2 separate regions of the Macaca mulatta genome follow, and region 2 is linked to region 1. Evidence: chromatin contacts called from public Hi-C data. All regions are on one chromosome and are shown on one strand. Each heading gives the region's core, a stretch centred on a gene start, on an enhancer-like site or on the middle of the called end of the contact. The rest is flanking DNA. Distances are from core to core; before and after follow the strand shown.

Evidence for each region. Hi-C and Micro-C count contacts between places; a contact is called where the count stands out from the background.
Region 2: a Hi-C map of cortical neurons shows a contact between it and region 1, with 4 times the contacts expected there. The contact joins the promoter of ITPRIP here to the enhancer-like site in region 1. A contact is called at or near these places in 7 of 14 Hi-C or Micro-C datasets (CD4 T cells, blood, cortical neurons and 3 more) and 1 of 4 datasets of contacts at active chromatin or transcription factors (radial glia).

Annotation. Positions count from the first base shown.
Region 1 is chr9:116,467,891-116,475,348 of T2T-MMU8v2.0, forward strand. It overlaps GSTO2 (glutathione S-transferase omega 2), which reads left to right. Exons shown (of 6, transcript NM_001289962.1): 5 at 1,735-1,841; 6 at 3,301-3,509. The coding sequence ends at 3,457. Among named protein-coding and RNA genes, the nearest start is that of GSTO2, 24 kb to the left of the region's middle. Within about 2 kb of position 4,406, at least 19 of the 40 cell types and tissues checked have an H3K27ac peak or open chromatin away from gene starts, as enhancers often do. A contact at or near this core is called in cortical neurons, fetal cortex germinal zone and fetal cortical plate, where this site is marked.
Region 2 is chr9:116,506,102-116,513,559 of T2T-MMU8v2.0, forward strand. ITPRIP (inositol 1,4,5-trisphosphate receptor interacting protein) reads right to left here and starts at 3,351. Exons shown (of 3, transcript XM_077947478.1): 1 at 3,218-3,351. It overlaps CFAP58 (cilia and flagella associated protein 58), which reads left to right and starts at 2,476. Exons shown (of 18, transcript XM_077947472.1): 1 at 2,476-3,596. The coding sequence starts at 3,558.

The DNA of each region.
Region 1 (7,458 bases), core at 3,156-5,655:
TGCCCCGGGACCCTAATCCACAGCTTGATTCTGGTCATTTTGCCCTCTGTCCCTCACCAGAACCCTGATATTTCCAGATGAAAGCAAGAGTATAGCTTATTTCCACAACTCACCTGGGCCCAGCAGTCAAGATCTGTAGCTCTAGGGAAGTATCGAGTTGATTATGAAGTATATAGGTCAAAATGAGTAGCTTGCTTGATTTAACCAGGTAATTCGTGCCATACTTTTTTCTCTGGGAAGACCTGTACCAACAGTCACCTCTGCTAAACACTTTTGCTTTTTTAAACTTGCAGGTACTTTTTTGGGGCCGTCTTTGGCTACCTGTCTGTTGTGAGTTTGTTTTCTTTACAGCCCCTCTACCTGGGTTTAGTCTCATTTGGGAATGAGAAATTTTATTTTAATGCATTAAGTAATAGTGTTGAGTGGCCAACAAATGTGAAGTTTGAAAAGCTCAAATGAAAAAAAGTGTGATAGAAACACAGCGTTGGGGGCCGGGTGCGGTGGCTCACACCTGTATTTCCAGCACTTTGGGAGGCCAAGACAGAAGGATCCCTTGAGCTCAGGAGTTTGAGACCCCTGCACAACATGGCAAGACCCCAAGACCCCATCTCTACAAAAAAAAAAAAATATAAAAATCATCCAGGTATGATGGCCTGCACTTGTAATCCCAGCTACTTGGGAGGCTGAGGTGGGAGGATTGCTTGAGCCCAGGGGAGGTTGAGGCTGAAGTGAGCTGTGATTGATCTACTGGACTCCAGCCTAGGTGACAGACCCAGACCCTATCTCAAAAAAAAAAAAAAAAAAAAAAAAAGAAGAAGAAGAAGAAGAAGAAGAACATAAGGTTAGAATTTGAGAGGGCCTATTAAACAGGATGCTCTTTCCTGCCTTAGTTTTGAATTAATTGAGAAGATAAAATAATAAGGCATGGAGATTACAGCATCCCCTTTCTTTTTTTCTTTTTTCCTTTTTCTTTTTTTTTGCTCTTGTTGCCCAGGCTGGAGGGCAATGGCACGATCTTGGTTCACCACAACCTCCGCCTTGCGGGTTCAAGCAATTCTCCTGCCTCAGCCTTGCGAGTAGCTGGGGTTACAGGCATGCGCCACCACTCCTGGCTAATTTTGTATTTTGAATAGAGACGGGGTTTCTCCCTGTTGGTCAGGCTGGTCTCAAACTTCCCACCTCAGGTAATCCACCCGCCTCGGCCTCCCAAAGTGCTGGGAATACAGGCATGAGCCACCAGGCCCGGCAGAATCCCCTTTCTTATTGATAAAGCAGATCTTGGAGAATGGGAGATCCTGAGAGGGGTTCCTAATAATAGACTTCAACATCATGCTGAGGCTCCCCTTGTCCTCAAGTAATGGGCAGTGCTGGCCTGAGGTGGATCCTCCTCTGTCCAGAGCTCAGCTTATCCTTGGAAGGCTTAGCACATGGAGGAGCTGTTCCAGGCTAAGAGGAAGGGGCTGGGCTACTCTGTGGGGGTGGTTCTTCCAGTTTCTCCAATCAGATGAGCCTCACTGTCACTCTAGTGTTGAAAGGAAGGAAGAGACAAGGTGGCCAGGAGTGTGACCCTAAAAGAGGCAGAGGAAACCTCAGAGAAAGGGAAGAAGCATTCTGCTAACCAGAGGGAGAAGGATAGAGGCCTCAGTTCTCCCTCTCTGGGAATTAATTTGAGATTTGCATTTAGTGTCAGGAGATATATAAACTTATTTGCTTTTGTTTTGTTTCCATTTTTAGATTCTTGAGTATCAGAACACCACCTTCTTTGGTGGAACCTGTACATCCATGATTGATTACCTCCTCTGGCCCTGGTTTGAGCGGCTGGATGTGTATGGGATAGCGGAGTAAGACATTTGACCTTGTGTTGGTAAATTCCCGGAGTCACACTGAGTAACACTGCTTAAGATGGTCTGCGTGCCCCCTGTAGACATGTTTCAGAATGTCTGTGAAGTGAATCAGGTTTCTAAACCCCAGTGTGTGCTTCCTTGTTAAAAACACATGTGCTTTTCCACTGCTAACTCAGACTCACACTTTGCCCGCATTTCTGCAGATAAGACCCCTACTCCAGGAGCCTCCCACAGACGTCAGAACCTGCTGTCCTCACCAGCGCCCCCACGTGGCCGGTCTGAGAGCTGGTGGAGAGTCACAGTCACAGTGCCCAATGCTTCCACCTAGTCCTGCCGGGTCCCCAGTGGACACCATATACCTTAGTCACGTCTCATTGCCGGACGAATCTTCCCCCAGATAGTAATAACCTTATAAAAAAGATCTGTGTAGTAATATATGCTTGGTGTTGGAACACACAAACAAAATGGCAATGAACACTATGGAAGTATGGAAGTGCAGGGACGTTAAAGGTGAAGAAATAGCTGTGTAGGTTCCTGGGCAGAACAGTGAGTGCTCTGTTACTTCAAAGCTCGGAGAAGCTGGACATGTGCAGACGCCCACCCTAATCCAAACCACTCTCATGGTGGGTGCTGGACATTTCTGGCACTTGGAAATCCGGCCCTGCTGAAGCAGAACTGTGTTTGCACCTTCATAACCCGTGGGCTGGAGCCCACCCAGGCACTGTCTCCTGCACTTCCGACTTCAGCTCTCTTTGAAGGAGCTTAGATACAACATACCAGGATATTTAAAACTCAGTCTCAAACATAAAATTTACAAAAGGCGGTATCCTCTGAAGACAGAGCATGGAATCACAGGTTAGGAAACCTCACTTCTAGTCCTGGATTTCCCACAACCCACTCGTATTATCTTCAGCTTATCGCTTTATAAACCCCAGAACTAAATGTCCTGGTGGATCCTTGAAAGAGCCCTGTCAACTCCATGATTTCAAGGTTTCATTATTGTTTTATTCATTTTAAGCATGTTTTGGAAATTATGTCTTTATTTTTTTCTATCCTCTAAAGTAAAATCTGAGAATGATCCAATAATGTTTGTTTCAGAGGGTTGTCTTTTTGTTGGCAAACAGTGAAGCACATGTAAGTTTCTCAAGCTTTAAAAATATATATTTATTAAAAAACAAAAAAACCCAATGACGCACAGACATGTTATTTTCCCAGAGCCATCAGTCCAAAGTATTTCACTGTATTATTAGAAGCAACAACAACTTCTACACATTTGACTTTTCCAAAAATAAGATTTTCCTCCAGTAAATTATCATTCTCACTTGATAGTAAGATAACTGAGATAATGCCCCAAATAAACCCATTTTTCATATCTTGCAAATCTAAAAAGCAATGTGCATCCCCTTTCCTGATGCCTCCCCCTGTGCTGTGCTGACGCTTTTTTTCTGTCTTGCAGCTGTGTGAGCCACACGCCAGCCCTGCGGCTCTGGATATCAGCCATGAAGTGGGACCCCACAGTCTGTGCTCTTCTCACAGATAAGAGCATTTTCCAGGGCTTCTTGAATCTCTATTTTCAGAACAACCCTAATGCCTTTGACTTTGGGCTGTGCTGAGCCTCACCGTCCACCCCTTCACCGTCCAGAATTCCCCAGCTTGTTGGGAGTTTACATCACGGATTGTCTTGGGAATCAACCTGTCTCACTTTCTTTTCTTTGAAGTTCCCAATAAAATGCAAACAGGAAATGTATTCTTCCAATAATCATTTATCTGACTCCTCTAACCCACAGCTGCCGCTGCTGCTGCTTTTTTATTTTTATTTTTTGAGACAAGATCTTGCTTTGTTACCTAGGCTGGAGTGCAGTGGGGCAGTCACGGCTCACTGCAGCCTCGAACTCCTGGGCTCAGTTGATTCTCCCGCCTCAGCCTCCTGAGAAGCTAGGACTACAGGTACGCGTCACCATGCCCAGCTAATGTTTTTTAAAAAATATTGTTGAGACAGGGTCTCACTATGTTGCTCAGGCTGGTCTCCAACTCCTGGTCACTCTGGGTCATCCACCCAACCTGGTCTCCAAAGTGTTGAGATTATAGGCATGAGCCACCTGCCCTGCCTAGTCTGTAGCTTCTGTTTTCTAGAAAGTTCCTGGTGCTAATGTCAGAGCACATTTTGGGTGCCTGTGTGCCTCCTAACTCCTTGGCCTTCAGCCTCGTTTGATCTCCAGATTATTGGTGCAGATGCTGCTGCTGAGGTTCAGGGTCAACCTATGATTGATGCTTGTCACTACAGATTGGCACCCTCCAAAGACCTCCCTGGTGGAAACTTAAGAAGAGGGAGAAGGAAGAAGAAAACACTCCAAGCCCAAATACCTTCCATTTGGCAAATGAATGCTGCTGTCCACGTGGGCGAGCATGAGTGTAATTCTCCAAACTTTGGCCATGGGCCTGGAGACACTGAGGGTCTTGTGACTGGAAAGAATTCCAAAGCAGGAAATGAAACACCGATTTATCACCCAGGACTAACTACGTCAGGATTTCACTGGTGCTGTCAGGGCTCAGGATGTCTCACAAAATGTTCTATAGCCAGCATCCTGCCTTAAAAAAATACACACACCCTAAACCCAGCCACAAGCAAAGGTCATTCCATTGGATTTGCGTCACACTCTCTTCCAATTCCTCTCAACAAATGCCTCTGGTTACCTGTTGTGTACCAAGCCCAGGGGCACACTGGGGATAAAGTTGAAAAAGACACTGGATCTGTCCCTGGGAGCCCCCATCTCTTCACTTACCTTGGTTGAGGTTTTGAACCTAGTGCTTTGGAGCTGCTTGTCTGGTGTGGGGATGCTTGTCTGTGATGGGGCCCCTCTGCCAGCTTCGCCAGGCAGTACCACCCCACTGAAGACAGCAAAGAGCTGAGGATGGCTGGTGCCAACAGGTCCCTTGGGCTGGGAGCATCTACTGCCTCACTGTGGGAGGGGGACCAAGTGTGTCCAGTGCCGTTTCATCTCAGTGTCTGAGGATCAGCCTGTGATCGTTTCAGCTTTGCTCACGCTGGATGCTTTCCCATCCTCCTAGCTGTGCGGAGACACCAGGCAGCAACAGGAGCGATGTTTTGCCTTGTCTGTGCCCCCCAAAGGAGCTGTCTGCCGCCTCTGCCTCTGAGACAGCCCAAACCAGCCCTCCTCTCTCCCCACGTCTCAGCCTGGCTCTGCCATCTGCTGGCTCCGGGTGTATTTTGACCCATGTAAATAGTTACCAGGTGTTACTCTGTGCCAGCTGGACAGAAGCAAGCCTGCTTGGTGAGATGGCCAGAACTTCCAGAAGAGGCACCGCGTGACAGGGGCAGTCTGCCACACCATCTGCTCCGGATGTGGAGCCCTGTTGCCATGGCACCCAAGTTAATGCTGAGTGAGGTCTGTGAATCACCGTTTCCCTGGGATCTTTGCTCAAAAAGAGGGGAATCTTCTCCTGTGGCCTCTCGTAGGACTTAGGAGATTGATCAGCCTTTTGCCGGTACAAATGCTGCATGCTAGTGAGTGCTTGGCGTAAGACCAAAGTTACTACTGATGCAACAGGAAATGGCATGCCTCTGGCTCACCAAAATGAAGGTGTTCTCTTTTGGGGCTCCATACACTAATTTAGAAAGCTTGAAGAACCAGGAATTATAGAATGGAGAAAAGCACTCATGGGGGAGGTTTGCATCCTGGTGGCCTATAGCCCAGTTTGGGATTTGTGTGCCTCTTGGCCAAGCATGCTCCCTGCGGTTTACCAGGGTCCTGGTCACCTGCACGTTCTTACACTTCCTGCATCTCACTTCTTTGTCACTCATCTGACCCACAGAGAAAACTGAGTTGTCAATCTTTGAATAAAACTAGAAGGATGTCGCCTGGAGGAAAGAGGGAAGGAGGTAACTAAATAATGCTCCATGAAGGACTTTTAAAATATGCTTCTTAAATAAATAATACATGTGGAAAGATAATACATATGGATTAAAAATGCAGTAATGTAAAAGAATAGAAAGTCTTCCATTATCTTATGTCCCAGAGATAACCACTTTTACTAATTGGTGTCTACCTTTTTTTTTTCCCTTTTCTTTTAAATAATAGAGATGGGGTCTCGCTATGTTGACCAGGCTGGGCTCAAACTCCTGGCTTCAAGTGATCCTTCCATCTTGGCCTCCCAAAGTGCTGAGATTATAGGTCTGAGTCACCATGCCTGGTAGGTGTCTATCTTATAAAAAGCCCTACACTTAAGGATTTAAAGGTAAGAGCCTGTATGAGGCCATTCTCATGCTGCTATAAAGAACTGCCCAAGACTGGGTAATTTATAAAGGAAAGAGGTTTAATTGACTCACAATTCCGCATGACTGGGGAGGCCTCAGGAAACTTTCAATCATGGTGGAAGGGGAAGCAAACACGTCCTTCTGCACAAGGTGGCAGAAGAGAGAAGTACAGAGCCAAGGAGGGAAAAACTCCTTATAAAACCATTAGATCTCGTGAGAACTCACTCACTATCACGAGAACAGCATAAGGAAAACACCCCCACAATCTAATCACCTCCCTTGAGGTCCCTCCTCCAACATGTGGGCATTGTAATTCAGATTAAAATTCAAGATGAGATTTTGGGTGGAGCACAGCCAAACCATATCAGAGCCATTCTCTATCTTTTGCAGATTGGAAAAAGAAAAAAAAAAAAAAAGTTTAAACCACAGCATTTAAAAGAAGTCGTTGTCATAGATGATGTTAACATCAGAATGGAGGTTGTGTGGAGTTCCCCTCCTTGGAGGTTCTGAACTACAGCCTATCCTGGACTGAGTCCAGTTACAATCTAATATGGCTAGGGGGAGGAGGCAGCATGATGGGGCTGGGCTTGTGTGGCTGGGACAGCTGGCTGTGGTCATGGTGCTGGTGCTGGAGACTAAGTGGTACTTGAAATTTCTTTTAGATCTAAAATTCTGTGATATGGTTTGGATCTGTGACCCCCCCAAATTTCTTGTTGAAATTAATCCCCAGTGCTGGTAGGAGGTGATTGGATCATGGGGGCGGATTTTTCATGAATGGTTTAGCACCATTCTCTTGGTGCTGTTCTCATGATAGTAAGTTCTCATGAGATCTGGTTGTTTAAGTGTGCAGCATCTCCCTGACCCCTCTTGCTCCTGCTCCCACCATGGGAGATGCCTGGCTCCCCCTTTGCCTTTTGCCATGAGTGGAAGCTTCCTGAGGGCTCTCCAGAAGCAGAAGCTACTGTACTTCTCGTACAGCCTGCAGAACCATGAGCCAATTGAACCTCTTTTTAAAAAAACTTTAAGTTCAGGGGTACATGTGCAGGATGTGCAAGTTTGTTACATAGGTAAACATGTGTCATGGGGTTTGTTATACAGATTATTTCATCACCCAGATATTAAGTCTAGTATCCATTAGTTATTTTTCCTGATCCTCCCCCTCCTCCCACCCTGCACCCTCCAATAGGCCTCAGTGTGTGTTGTTACCCTCCATATGTCCATTGTTCTCATCATTTAGCTCCCACTTATAAGTGAGAACACGCAGTTTTTGTAAACCTGTTTTCTTTATCAATTGCCTAGTTTCAGGTGTTTCCTTTTAGCAGTGTGAGAACAGACTAA
Region 2 (7,458 bases), core at 2,101-4,600, 37 kb after region 1:
AACCACTCTGAAAATTACGGAAATCGGTTTCTGAGTGGGCACAGCTAAGAGCCATCCCCTGGGACAGGCGACGTGATCCAGGTAAACACCACCCTCTGAGCAATCTGCTGGGCACCAGCTGGCCCCTCCCAGGAGGCATCTTGACTTCCTCACTGATGAGAAGCCTATTTTGTTTAAAGTGCCTATTGACAGGGCATAGTGAAATGCTCGGTTCCAGCTAATTAAGCGCTCAGCTGTACGGTGTGGAAACTAAGCGATCATGTATATGGAGCTGTGATATGGAGTTTCAGGAAGGGTTCCTGGACGAACTTGGGAAGGGCATTTGTGGGTGAACAGGACTTCAACAAGGAAGCAAGAGACCACAGATGGGGATCAGGGGTTTGGAAGGTCGGGACAGTTGTCTCACCTCCTTCCACTCACTGTCTGCCTAGGTCAAGACCCTGCGTGCAGCCACCGCCGGTTGCCTCTGAGCCACACCTAGGGGCACTTACTCATCACCCTCATACCAGGCCCCAAACTGGATCTGCCACCTCATACCGCCCCAGAGATTAAGGAAAGTCACTTGATTCTTGGGCCAGGCTCCCCATCAGCCATCAAGGCCCAGCTTTGCCTCTTTCTTTCCTCCTCTTCCTCCTGCCAGATGAATTTCCCTTCCTTCCTCCACCTGAGCTGAGAACAGGTATTTCCTCCTTTGAAAAAGAAAGAAAAAGGCAACTGTTCTTCCCCCTTTCCCACGAGGGTTGCCAATTAAATTAGCTTTTTAAGCTTAAGCTGCTTCTTGGTCTATGAATGTCCAGTGATTGAGACTCACCTTCCAGGCTCCAGAACACTTAACATCCCTGTGCCTCACTTTCCTCATCTGTAAAATGGAGTTAACAATACCTAACTCATAGGGCTACTGTGAGGATTAAATGAGTTAATACAGGCTAAGTACTTTTTGGGGGAAAAAAAAAAAGCCTGGCCAATGTTAAGCCCTAAATAGTGGTTGTTTATCAGGGCTGCTGTGAATGGTGGGCCAAGCAGTGTACTGCTCAAGGCACTTGGCTGAGGGGTGAGGATAAATCCAGCTCACATGCCACTTGCCCAGCTACATGGCTTGGCTATGTCCACTCAAATAAGGCCAGTATTTCTAAGAGGCATCAAATCCCATCCTCTTGCCAAGACGGAGCACCTTAATCTAATTCATGCGAAGGACTGAATGGGCTAGCAGCAGCCCTGGAGGTTATCATGAACAGTTCTCAGCATCCTTGTGGCTCTGTACTCCTCCCCAGCAAGACTGGATGACAGAAGGGTCCAGGATGGCCGGTGTCATCCATAATAAAGTACTTCTCAGCTCCCAGAACACTTGGAGCACCCGCCCCTCCCAAGCAGGTTCTCCATTAAAGCCCCACAGGCTGCCGTGCCACCTCATCCCTGCTGGGGCGGACTCTCAACTCCAAATATGGAACCTGAGTCTTGGACTCTGAAAACACCTTCTCCTGCCCAGTTATTATTTTTTGGGGTGGGGGCAGCGGGGCATGGGGGGGTAGGTGAAAGCCAGGGTCTCAACTCTGTCACCCGGATGGAGTGCAGTGGCATGATCCTAGCTCCAACCAAATGATCCCAGCTCTAAGCCTCGAACTCCTGGGCTCAAGCAATCCTCCCACCTCAGTCTCCCAAAGTGCTGGGAAGACAGGCATGAGCCACCCAGCCCAGCCTCTTTCCTGTTGACGGCCACCTGTCTCTGCTGACAGCTGTGAAAGGAAAATACAACCTCAGGACCCCAACCTCAGGATGCCAAAGGGAAAAATTAAGCTTGGGAACTGAGCCATGCAAAAAACAAAACCGAAAACTGGGTTCCTTTTGTTGCCAAACAGATAGCTATAATTTCACATGCTTACTTTATCTTATGTAAAATGTAGAGTTACTGAGCATGAGAAGAATGCACCCAGGGAGAGCAGAGAGTCAGTGTAACTACTTCATGGTTACCCACAAGTGGAGAAAATCTGAAGGCAGAATGGCCTGGAGCAGCAGCAACACACACGAATTAGCAAACAACGAAAGCCACTTAGGCACGTGGGCTGGAGGGAGGACTCAAAAACACAGTCTATTCTGTTCTCATAAGGGGGAAAGACAGCAATCCACTTTTCTGATAATCTATTTTCAGGGCTAACCTGGGCCTAAAACTGCACCAACCACGGATGAACTTTAGCTGGCAGTCAGATAGACTCGGTTTGTAAAAGGCAAGAGCCCTGGGTCATATCCAACAAAAAAAACAAGAAAATAGAACGCGACCCCAATTTAGATCCAAAAGACCGGAGTGCGGATTGCGACCAGTATCTAGTACTCTACTATTTGTGAAATGAGACCAATATCTGGTACTCTACTAGTTGTGAAAGGGTGCTTTTCTCACACCAGGAGAAGGGCAAAAGGCAAAATGAGGTCCCTGCCTGGTTCCGTAAAATATTTTACCTTCCTGGTCGGCGGCAATTTTTTTTTTTTTAAAGAGAAAGCGTTTTGGATAGTGAATCCGGCCCCGGAACTCCTTGAGTCTTCACCTGGCAGCCAGAATGGCGAAGTCACAGGGATGGGGTTGAGGGTGGGGTTAGGGGTGAAGTGGCAGAGTTATTTGCAGCCTCAAGAGCAAGTCTGCATAGCGGGAGGTCTGGTCCACTAACAGTCCCGAAAGAGGAAGCGCCGGGGACTTTATCCGGCCTGAAGCAGCCCCCTAACTTCACTACCAGGAACCGAGAAAAAACAAACTTCACTCCCATTCCTCCCTTACAGAAGGGAGGGAAGGGGAAGGGGAAAAGGGAGCAGCAAATGAGCAGGGCGACCCCGCTTTTCTTTCTGCGGTAGCGCTCTGCTCAGGATGTGAGAAGTAACGGGTCACCTGGGCACTACGAACAAAAAAGTGGTCCCGCTCTGGGCTCCGAGGCTCCGCGCGCCTCGAGGAGGAACTGCCCGCAGCCTAGCTGGAGCGAGCGCCCGCGACGCTTTCCCCCGCACGGCGGGAACGAGACGCGTGACCGCGGGGAGACAATGCGCCCGCCTGGGCACGCGCGCTTTAAGGGGGTCTCCAAAGTCAGCCCCCACCCGGGGGCCGAGCCGGCGCCCGCGATCCCCACACCCTCCTGCGCCCCCTCTCTCGGCAGCCATCTCCCGCACAGCTCCTCCGAGTTCGCGGTCTCCATCGCGCCCTTCTTCCTTTAGTACACTAGGCTGCCCCGGGACTTACGATTGGCCTGGGTCCCGGTCCCGGTCCCCGCCGCGGGAGGACGGCTCCAGCACAGGCTTTGCGCGCGGGTCGGGGGCCGGGGTGCCGCAGCTTGTAGGTGGCTGCGGCGGAGCTTGCGGCCCTGTACTTAGAGGGTCCCGCCTTCTGGCCTACAGCGGCCGGCTCTCAGAGTTACTCATTTCCTGGATGTCACAAAAACTTTTTCCTCCTCAGAAGAACAAAACACCCGCCTCTACTCGCGGCCGCGGAAGCTCCTTAAGGAGGACCGTGTGGGTTTTGGTGGTTGGGCCCAGGGTCCGCCGGGAAGATCTGCCCAGTGGACCCCAGAAACTTCCCCCGCATGGCAGAACTGGAGAGTGACTGGGAGAGACGGAATCAGGCCACTCTAGCAAACTGGAGCGAGTGGACAGGGGCCCGGAGAGGACGCCCTTAAAAGTCGTTCTAAGCAGCGGAGCGGAAGGAGTTAAGTCCTTACAAGTCTGGGAGAGTTTTCTGCGGCGCGTTTTACAAGTGGCGGAATTCATGGGGCCACCTATTTAGTCTCTTGGAGGAAAATATAACTCTAGACATAACGCCAGCCTTTTTCTCTTTTGCAGCTTGAAAGGATTAAAATAACTCGCTTTTTTTTTTTTTTTTTGAGAAGGAGTTTCGCGCTTGTTGCCCAGGCTGGAGAGCAATGGTGGCGCTATCTCCGCTCACTGCAACCTCCGTCTCCCGGGTTCAAGCGATTCTTCTGCCTCAGCCTCTCGAGTAGCTGGGATTACGGGCATGCGCCACCACGCCCGGCTAATTTTGTATTTTTAGTAGAGAAGGGGTTTCTCCATGTTGGTCAGGCTGGTCTCGAACTCCCTACCTCAGGTGATCCGCCCGCCTCGGCCTCCCGAAGCGCCTGGGATTACAGGCGTGAGCCACTGCGCCGACTTTTATGATACTCAGATGCATGGTTGCTTTTCTCCGGGATTAACCGGGCACAAAGGAGAACGGACAGGGGCAGAAGTTTCTGGTTACTGTTGTGACGGTAGATCAAGTGTTACCACCCCTATGTTAGAAACAGACAACTGAGGCCTGGAGGAGCAGCAGCAGCAGCGTTCTGGTCGAGCTTAGTAGTTTATGAAATCCGTAACTTCTACTGTCTTCCTTTTGACCTAGCCAAATCCCTTCATCAGTGGAAAAGGCAGAGAAGGGTTTGAATGAATTCTACATTAAGCGGCTTTGGGGGGCACCAAATGCCAGTGAAGGCACATTGGGGAAATTGGAACACGCTGTCCAAAATGATCACCATTGCTGCTGCTATTTGGTCTCAGATCACCTTCTTTTGGTCTTTTCCTTTAACACTCGCCTAGAAGACTTTTTGGCTGAGTCCAAAAGATAAACAGGCAATGAGAAAATGTTCTAAAAATAGACTCCCTGGCCGTTGGCCCAGGGTACTTGTATTTTCAAGTTTCTACTGCTGCTTAAATTCTTTCCTTACATAAGAGGTTATGGCAGAGTTTTGGGGGTCAGTATGGGTGTTGGAGGTGGTGGGGGCGATCTGGGGAAACAGTCTTGAAAGAGCTATGTATTTCCAAAATGTCTACAAGTTGGTCGGGTGGGTTACTCACACCCTTCACAAAGCAAGTGGGGGAAATTTCTCTGAAGTGAGAGCGCTGGGCTGAGCTTTGTAATCCTTGGGCTAAGAGTTCAGCGTTGTGCTGGAATGCCAAGGTTAGTGCTTCAATGCCCTCTGAGATTGTCATCCCGTCTGCAAAGTAGTTTCAGCAAATTCTAACCAGCCATGTATATTTATGTAAGGAATATTTATTATATTCGTTTTGCTTTTAACCTGATGATTTCACCTTCTGTGATCTGATTGATTCCTGTCTGTTCTAAGGTCCACCGTTCTAAACTGGCATGTAAGTCGTTCATGAACTGGCCTCTACTTATCTCACCAGTCTCGTATCTCACTCTGTGTCCCACACCAAACTCCTTGCAGTTCTTGGAACGTGTGCTTCTCAGAACTTGATATGCTCTTTGATATGCTGTTTGCATGATATGCTTTTTCTCTCCCCTTGGATATTCATATGTACTTTACTTTCTGCCTGCCACAGTCACCCCACCTCCTCCTCCAACCTGTCTCCCCAGTGCACATGCATGTTATTTTGCCGGACTAACTGTATGCTCAGTCTTCCTGTCTCAGAACAGGCAGTTCTCCTTCAGGAAGTCTTCCTTGAACCCCCGTGTCTGGGTTGGACACCCCTCCTGTGTCATTTCTACAGAGCCCTGTGCTAACTCTAGAAATGTTTTTTAAAAGATAGGAAAGTACAGATGTTCAACTTGTGGGAACTTGAGCGGTCAAGAAGTCAGGGAACTCCTGCTTTGAACAGTGAAAGGCTGAATAAAATATATCAACAATGGAAGGGAAGAAAGGTGGTCTCCAGGTGTGAGATAAGTCAAGGGGACTCAAAAGTATGACATGAATATAAGCCCAAATGGCTAAGGACCAGGGGTGAGTACCCACTCAGTGACTGGGGTTAGTATCTATTCAGGCCTTGAGTTCTACAAAGACAGGGATCTGTACTTGAGATCCCTGCCTAAGGCTGGAACCCTGGAAAGGCTGCCCTTTAGTAACAGGAGGATAGAAAACAGCCCTCTTCCCATTGACTCAGGGTCACGGCAAGGAAGCTTGTGGTTTATCGGGGCCCTGGATGAATTTTAAAATGTTTTCTATAGAAATGAAAACCCCTAGCCTGCCTCTACTATGCATAGGTGTGAGCTCCCAATTTATAACACCCATGTGCTGAGGGAATCCTAATGTCAAGAAAAAACACAAAAAACCTGTTTCAAAGTGGTGAATCCCCTTGGCCCTGTCAGAAGCAAATGTAAAATTCCGTTGTTTATCCTGGTCCCTAGCGGAATAAACAACTCCCATTGAAGTTACAATAAGAAATTAAAATGTTTTATGATAAGAAATTAAAATATTCTTTATATTTTTAAAATTATATTAATTTCTTAAAATTAAGAATTATTAATAATCATTAAGCTTATAATGAAAAATTGAAAACCAGACTAGGAAATGAACCACATGAGGGTGTGAACTGGTAAATGTAATAAACAGGAAAATTAGCCCCTTAAGTATCTGAGTTTGAAAAAGAGTATAAAATAGTTATGGTCAAAATATAGAGATAAAATGATAGGACATGGGACTATGAAAAAAGAACAGGTAAATTTGAAAAAGTACAGATATAATATGTAGAAATAAAAAGTTTAGTCATTTACATTTAAAAAACCTCAATGATCGAAATTCTTTTTTATTAAGGCCATTATATCAGTCAAAAATCTAATAAAAATAGCTCATTGAAAAAGGGAAAGAAAAGTAATGTATTAATCTCCTTTATAAATATATAAATTATTTCAGAAATTTAAAATAATATATTAACAAATAGAATTCCAGCAGCACACCAAAGAATATTACATCATTAATAGATCAAAAGAGAAAAACGGAAAGATCATCACCATATATTCTGAAAAGCCATCAGATAAAATTCGTCATTGAAATATAAACAAACCCTCTGTAACATGATAAAAACAAAGGGTAAAGTTCAGCCCCCAAACCAGTGTTATGCTAAAGACAGTGCAAGATATGAATGTCCTCCTTCACCCCTAGTCTTTTTAAAAATTACCAATTAGGAGTATGTTTGGCTGAAAGTAATGGAATACCAGACTGTAATTTTTATAGTGCCTAAGACTATAAAAGGCTTAAACAAATAAGGATTTTTCTCACATAAGAAGCTTGTATATAGATGGCTATTTTGGGTCAGTGCCTTGATAGTTTCAGGGCGGATCAAAGGATATGTGCATTTACTATTTTTATATATATTACAAAATTGCCCTCCAAAGAGATCTCACCAATTTGAACTATTTCGCATAGTATGACAATTGCCTTTTTCTCTACATTGTTGTCAACATTGGGTATTTTCTATTATAACTTTAATTTAGTTTGCTTCTTTTATAGATGAAAAAACCCCTAATCTCAATATTTTGGTTTGCATTTCTTTAATTATGAGTGAGGCTGAACAGAACATCATTATTGGCCACTTTTATGTTTTTATGTATGAAGACTCTTACAACATCCCCCAGTTTTCTATTGGCTTATTTATGTGTACACGTGTGTATGTGAAAGTAGATGGAATTTTCTTTATGATCATTTAAGTGCTAGACGAGGCTTCAAATTCCATAGTGAAAGGTGACTTGTCAGCTGGGTG